Linked DNA regions of Hordeum vulgare: region 1 is linked to region 2. A link is a contact called in public Hi-C data. All regions are on one chromosome and are shown on one strand. Each heading gives the region's core, a stretch centred on a gene start, on an enhancer-like site or on the middle of the called end of the contact. The rest is flanking DNA. Distances are from core to core; before and after follow the strand shown.

The links. A called contact is a pair of places that touch in the nucleus more often than the background predicts.
Region 1: a Hi-C map of leaf shows a contact between it and region 2, with 2.8 times the contacts expected there. The contact joins the promoter of LOC123405961 here to the enhancer-like site in region 2. A contact is called at or near these places in 2 of 6 Hi-C or Micro-C datasets (leaf and seedling).

Annotation. Positions count from the first base shown.
Region 1 is chr6H:262,137,657-262,141,334 of MorexV3_pseudomolecules_assembly, reverse strand. It overlaps LOC123405961, which reads left to right and starts at 1,893. Exons shown (of 3, transcript XM_045099467.1): 1 at 1,893-3,224; 2 at 3,542-3,607. The coding sequence starts at 2,998.
Region 2 is chr6H:261,892,267-261,896,079 of MorexV3_pseudomolecules_assembly, reverse strand. It overlaps LOC123402882, which reads right to left. Exons shown (of 9, transcript XM_045096846.1): 9 at 621-1,230. The coding sequence ends at 1,000. Among protein-coding and RNA genes, the nearest start is that of LOC123402882, 50 kb to the right of the region's middle. Within about 2 kb of position 1,254, at least 1 of the 3 cell types and tissues checked has open chromatin away from gene starts, as enhancers often do. A contact at or near this core is called in leaf, where this site is marked.

The DNA.
Region 1 (3,678 bases), core at 644-3,143, 240 kb before region 2:
GACGCATTCTGCAAGTCATCCAACCGCTCGCCCGTGTAGACGAAGTAGATATTCCACTACCAGGAAAATATTCCCTCACGACCGTTAAATTTCTGCGTGTTCCATGAAATGCCTTGTTTGTATCTGCTAGTCTAGTCTACGATTGTGTGATGTGATGGTTGTACCTTACCTTGTAAATTATTGCATGCACATGTTTTATTTTGGTTGTGTGATTGCTGCGATTTTTGCCTTGGATTATTTTTTTAGGCAATATTTTGAGTGATAATTTTTCTTAATAAAACTACTACAACAAAACTTTTTCAACAAAGATTTTATTCGCATGTCAGCCGGCTCACAACCACACCAGCTCTCCAAAATGCACTAAGGACAGAACCGCACACACCTAACATCTAGCTAATTGCCTCGATAGCACCACAGTTTTTCCGAGAGGAATACATTGTGGGTGCTTTTATTGCAAAGTGCTGCCAGCATGCTGGCAACCACCCATGCATTTCGCTCATGCCTAGTATTCGTGTTCATCTCCACTGCGGAGAGCCACCACTCGATAAGGAGCATCATGACGATCATCCTGGATCATCACGCATAGTAGCAATGGGAACCCAATCAACACCGACATTCCTCCAGCCAGCAGGATTATCAGCCACCCAGGGTGCTCGTCCACCATTGGAATCTCGCCTCGAGCTCCTGTGAACAGAGAAGAAAGAAGTAGGAGCAGTGAGGCCGGGTGTGAGGTAGAGGAGAGAATGACGCGGTCGTTTTATAGCCCGAGTTCGGTGTGCGGTAGACGCAGCCCACCAGCGTCGCTCATTGCTTGATCGCCGGTGTTCGGAGGCGAATCCGCGAGCAGTGCCGACAAAGCTCTGGCCTGTGACGCAAGTGCTCTGCGCTGGCAGCTAAGGACGCCGCGTACTATCACGATACGGCCCTAGACACCGCACGTGGAGAAAGCAGCGGAAAGCACGCGAGAGAGAGAAGAGACAAGAGAGCCGGAGGAAGAAGAAGAGACTGATAGTGGACCCTAGGTCCACCTGTCAGCGAAAGAGAGCAATGTGCACTCGGGTACGGCAAGCACAATTCCGAAATAGAAAAAAAATCCTTTTTGAAATTTTTTGTCGTAACCATTCATAACAACAACTCGATTTTCCAACCCCGTAGAAATTATCGTCTTTGTTGTAACCTCGTAGAGTAGTTATTTTCGTGTAGATACTGCAGTGTGGTATGAGTTTGTATTTTTTCAACGTCTCTAGCAAATCTCGAGGATGAGATTTTTCTTAAGGGGGGTAGAGTTTGTAACACCCCAAAATTTTGGCCATGATTTTTATTTATTTAATTGTCCATGGTAATTTAAAATTTTATTTTTGGGTTTTCTCCTATTTTCAGACCCCTTCTTTGTTTATCTTATAAAAAGATTTCTTTCTTACGTAGGAGTTTTTGAATCATATTATTGACTTGAGTGTTCCTCAAATATTTTTCCAATTATTTCCAAATCAAATGAAGGCATTTTTATAAATATCTCTCTAGGGTTCATTTATTCTAAAATTTACTTCTAAATTCTTTAAAGGCCTGATTTGAACTGCAACCATTTGATAACTTCTTTTAAAAATTTCACAAAAACTTGGTAATACCCTAATATGTTTTTGGATCACTTTTATGCAATAATCTAGCTAAGTGTTTTGGAAATATTGAGCTCATTATCTTCTTTTCTATTCTGGTCCAATTTGGTGTTTTGTACTACAACCCCTAGATATAATAATTCAAAAATTCTACAAAAAATTTGGAGTGGTCAAGGAGTTCATATTAATGAGTTTTATGCAAAAACATATATTGCTCTTTTTAAAATGTTGATCACCACTTCCTATTTTCTGTCCTAGACCAGATTTGCAGTTCGCACTGCAACCCAATTTATTTCTTACACAAAGCTTTTGAAAATTTTACTGCTTACAGAGGTCCCTATAAAATCCTTAAGTCCAGAGTTTCCCCTACACTGGAATTGGTTGAGACCATCTTGCAACATCATCTTGTTTTTGTCTAGGAATGCACTTTTTTAAATATTAAACTAGGAAGTTTCTGTTTTCCCAAATTTAACCTTACCATCATTGTTAGCATCCATAGAGACCTCAACCTGGAGAATTTCGTAGTCACAAGACCTTTCTAGATGCCTAGGTCATTTTGTCGAGCACCTTGGGTGCGTGACCAGAATTGACATGGTTTGAAGATTGCATTGGAGACTCTCCTTCTATGCCCAACTAACATGTCTAGCAGACCCCTAGTAAACCTATTAGCCACCCTATGGAGTCTTAGCTCTAACCTAAGTCCCTGGCTGGTAGTAGCATTTCGTCGAACGGTTGGCGTGCATTCTCTGGGCACGAGCAGAGCGCACGTATTGCAGCAGCTGCAACCGAGCCACCGCGTCCTCCTAGCCCGCCCTTTTGGCCCTTGCTCACCGCGTAGAGTCGCGCTCCGTCCCTTCCCTCTCGCCAAAGTCAATCGGCCTCCTCCTGGAGCAGCACGGCCTTGCCGGCCATCGAGGCCAGCAGCGTGTGCTGCGGCAATGGCAATGCAGCTCTGTCTTCTGCCATGGCCAGCACCGCCCATTTGCTCCCCGGGCGCCACCTGCCCTGGACCCCCAATTTGCGACATACCATTACTGCCCAGCTCCGTTGCCGCCTCTGCTGCCCTCTACCGTCTCCAGGAAGTGTCGCCATCGTTCTTATCCGAGACCGCCGCGGGAACTGACACTCCACGGCTATAAATGGAGCCCCCAAAGCGTCATTGCAGACCACAAGTACCCTAGAGACCGTAGCAAGGCTTCCCTAGCCCGAATTTGACCGATTGGCATCATCTTCCCTGGTTCCGAAGAGCTTCGTCCGTCGCAGTCCCGGTCGAATTCGACCAAGGCAGGGCTCTTCTCGCCTCTTCCGCGCCACCATCCGCCTTGCCCCGACCTCGTGGAGACACCCCCACCTTCCAGCCTCGACCAGGAGCCACCTAGCCAAGATGTCCCTTCTGCCTAAAGCCGTCGCCGCCTCGCAGCTTGCCGCCGGCGATTCCTTCCACCCCTCTGGTCACGGTGACCACCTGGAGGACCAGCCCGAAGGGATGGATCCATTCACGCCCTCGGAAGAACCCAAGGAGGTGTCGTCCGCCAGCGAGGACCGCGGGAGCCATGCCTTCCCATCGGATGGAGGAGGAAGACGACAGGTTGACCGTAGTCAAACCTGCAGGTGGGCCCTTCTCGTCAGGGACAGGACCGAGCCACCACCCGCATAAGTGGAGGCGCATTCACCTGAGTACATTTTCCCCTCGCGATAGCATAGTTGACCCAGAACCGTTTTTCGTTTTCTGTTTTATATTTAAAACTGATTTTTGACCAACCTTGACTGTCCACAACTTTTAAAATAATAGTCCAAATGAGTTGATTCTTTTTCTCACCTCTTTAAAATTTCACCTAGTTTATTTTATTATTTATTTGAAAAATTTCAAAGACAACTTTATGTATTGTTTTTAAATGGTGTGTTAATTAGAATATTTTTTAAACTAGGTTATGGAGAGAGGAGCAAAAACTACAAAAGTTTTGGAGTGCAGCCTACCTCTCTACACTTGGAAGGCAAGCATTCTGAACCTACATATATCTTGGTTGTGTGTGGGTTGCTTGATGGGAATATCAGTATGGTTATG
Region 2 (3,813 bases), core at 5-2,504:
TATGGCAGAGGTGGACAGCGGCCGGACGGCTACGGAGGCCGAAGGATACGCGCGTCAGCAGCGCACGAATCCGTCTCAATCCAAGCAACGGCGCAGCAGCTTGATGGGAAAAACGGACGAAGGAGTCCTTCGATCACCGGCTTGATCTGAAGCAACACACCGCTGACTCGACCTAAAGTGCTACTCGAATTGGATAGGGACGAGGCGGATGGGTTCGGGCAGCCACTCTGACCGATGTACTCCCTCCGTTTCTAAATATAAGTCTTTTAAGAGATTTCATTAGAAGTCTACATACAAAACAAAATGAATGAATCTACACTTTAAAGTATGACTATATACATCCGTATGTAGTCTACTAGTGGAATCTCTATAAAAACTTATATTTAGGAACGGAGGGAGTAGTTAGGAGAGAAACCGCAGCAGCGACGAAAACAGCGACGGCCGGCAAGAAGAACACAACGACGCAAGAAAAGGATCAAGCACGAGTTGCGCATGCTAAAAAAACCTAAGCTTTAATACCATGTTAAGAATATACAACTTGTATTCTCATGAAGCCATAGACCGATATATATACATGTACAGGTATGAACTATATGCAGAAAATCCCTTATACAATGAAATAAATACGAAGAGGTACATGGCTATATTATATATGCTCTAACAAGATAAATATACATTAAGACTCAAACACATGCATAATACTCCTTCCGTTTTTAAATATAAGGTTTTTTTTAGAGGTTTCACTACGGACTACATACGAAACCACTACTTTTGAGAATAGACTAGTTTTGTGATATCAGGGCAGAGCACAGAGAGGACAGAAAGGAACTACCACTCTTCTTCTTTTTTTCAAGAACAAGAAAAGGAGCTACCATTCTTATTGAAATACTAACTGCAGTTCATTTATCATATCCTCAGACAATGTACACAGCGGTGCGCTGGTGATCCATCTCGACATCGGCCAAACTAGACACAGAATCACAGTTTGTACACACAAATTCATTTTGTCTTCTTATCTTCTTTGTTATCCTTCTCCACCACTACTGGCGCTGCAGGTATGCTGAACCACCACTCTCTCAACCTTCTGGTGCATCTCTCTGTGCTTGCTCTCCTTATCGGAGAGTGGTTCGTGAACACCTCCAGAAACATCGCCAGGATAAGCAATCTTGTGGGCAGCAAGGCAAGGACAAGAGCCATCAATAACAGCGCAAGGATAGCTTTGTCTGTGGCCTGCAAATTACAAGAGTTAATGAAATATTTGATGGAACTCAGGTATTGAATACGTTTAGTCGAGTGGTGGGCAAAATTGTGGACTACCCATAAAATTCAATTTGTTACTAAGTGGTCCCTGATGGCACCTCTGTTCTGTTCAGGGACATGGAGCTGACCAATCGTCCAATACTAAGTGGCCTCATGTCTCATTGGGCAACATGGCCCGTCCCATTCTAATACTAGATTGCACAAGAAGAAAGAGCATTTACACATGTTCTCAGAAAAAAGTTAACAACAACATTATTTGAACAAGCATGATTTAGGTGTAGGGAATTTTACCAAGTTAAGATATTTAGAATTTAATTGTCCAAAAAAAAAGGAACATAGGCAGCTTTGTTTCTATTTATACCATGAATCGTCTGCGTCATAAGGTAGCATATTAGGGTGTGTTTGGTTGGAGGGATATCCTCCCAGGGACAGGGATAACCACTTTTTTCTGTGGTTGCCATGCGTTTGGATCTGGGGCGAGGAGGAACAGAGTCAACCAGATGCTGGGAATATTCCCAGAAAAAAGGGATGTGGCCAACCGCCAAAAACGGGCGGGCGGTGGCAACCACCCTGGGGCAGCCGGCGCGGGAGGGCGGGAGGCGGCCGGCGCGGGAGGGCGGCCGGCGCAGGAGGCGGCCGGCGTAGGAGCTGGCCGGCGCGGGAGGCCGGTGCGGGAGCTGCCCGGCGCGAGCGCCGCCGCCGCGGGAGCTGGCCGGCGCGGGCGCCGCCGCCGCGGGAGCTCGCCAGCCACGTGGTTATCCATCCTCCCAACCACCCTAGCCAAACAAAAAAAAAGGATAACCCTACCCTCCAACCAAACAAAAAAAAGGGCTATCCCCAGCCACCTGGTTGGGGATACCCACAACCACCCTAGCCTATCCCTCCAACCAAACACACCCTTAGTTACTCTGAAGCAGTCATGGGTGGGGCTGCAAATGAGTCGAGCTCGAGCAAAGCTCAAAGTCGAGCTGTAGAGAGTGGCTCGTGCTAAACTTGTAACGAATTCGAGTCGATCTCGATTTAGTTCCTTCAATAAAGATAAGTTGCTTTCCTAACATGGTATTGGAGCTTAGGTTTAGGTCTCTGGACGCTGCAACTCGTCCTTACAAGACTTGAGGTGCAAGGAAAGTAAACATAAACTAATAAGAACTTCTAGACTAATACTAATACTTCCTAACAGTTTCGAGCTAAATAACATGATTTTGTTTTAATAATCTAAGGCAAGTATTTGAAAAAGATAGGCCACAACACAACATAAGAAACCACTATCACATATTATTCCAATCAAAACGATGGTAATATAAAAAGAATCAAGGTAGTTGGACTAGAACTTAATAGCAAGAGATGGTGACGTAATTAGCAAAAGAAACGAAACGTCAGTTCTCAAACCTTGGCAAAAAAAAGGATATTTAGCGCCTGTTAGACCAATACTAATACTTCCTAACAGTTTCGAGCTAAATAACATGATTTTGTTTAATAATCTAAGGCAAGTATTTGAAAAAGATAGGCCACAACACAACATAAGAAACCACTATCACATATTATTCCAATCAAAACGATGGTAATATAAAAAGAATCGAGGTAGTTGGACAATAACTTAATAGTAAAAGATGGTGACTGAATTAGCAGAAGAAAGAAACGGCAGTTCTCAAACCTTGGCAAAAAAATAATAGGATATTTAGCGCCTATTCGGCAGCTCTCCGCGGAGCAGAGCGCGTCGAGCGGGCTTTTAGCAACTCCCCGATTTATCACTAGATGCCACTCCGCTCCAGCGGGAGTCGCGGAGCGGAGGGAGTCCGAACGCGCCCTTAACACGGTTGACCATGTAGTGTGACCTAAATTTTCTCTGCGCTTAATTAAGCATCCATGTTTGCTAGTAGATAAAATAGAGAAAAATCATACACAACATATATGGTAATAAATTATCCTATTCCTTTTATATAAGCACCAGGGTGACAGACGCGCCCGCTGACCAGTCGCCCGAGCCCCGCGCGTGCGTTGCGGTAGGCGGGGACGCGCTTTCTGCCGCTGGCGTGAAACACCCCGCGAGACACCCCACGAGACAGCCGGAACCATGCACGCCCGTGACAATTCTTCAAAGGCCCAGGGCACAACCAACCACACCCGAGGCAACTGCCCACCAGCCCATCACGCCAAGGCCAATCGAGGGCTCTACTGAGCCCACAACGGAGAGGCCCGCGCATGGCGCGCTCCCAGCGTCTGCGGGACGGTTCGCTTCTCCGCCGATCATGATGTGTCGATCTCATGGACGTGACACTGCGCCAACGACATGGACTCTGGGCGAGTTCCTCGCGGCTGCCACAAAACACATCACGGGAGTCCTGCCAACCCCAGGGAGAAGACCGCGTCTCTCGCTCAACTTCACCCCTCGACGCGGCCGCTCCGCCACGACTACATCACCGATGTCGGCGCCGCCCACCGCGGAAAGAAGAGCGTAGATCCAGGTCCTATGCACACTAGGGATCCTTGGAACTAACCATCGGATCACTTCCGCCGAGATGAAGGCATACGATGGACTGTTCGCGGCGCCAA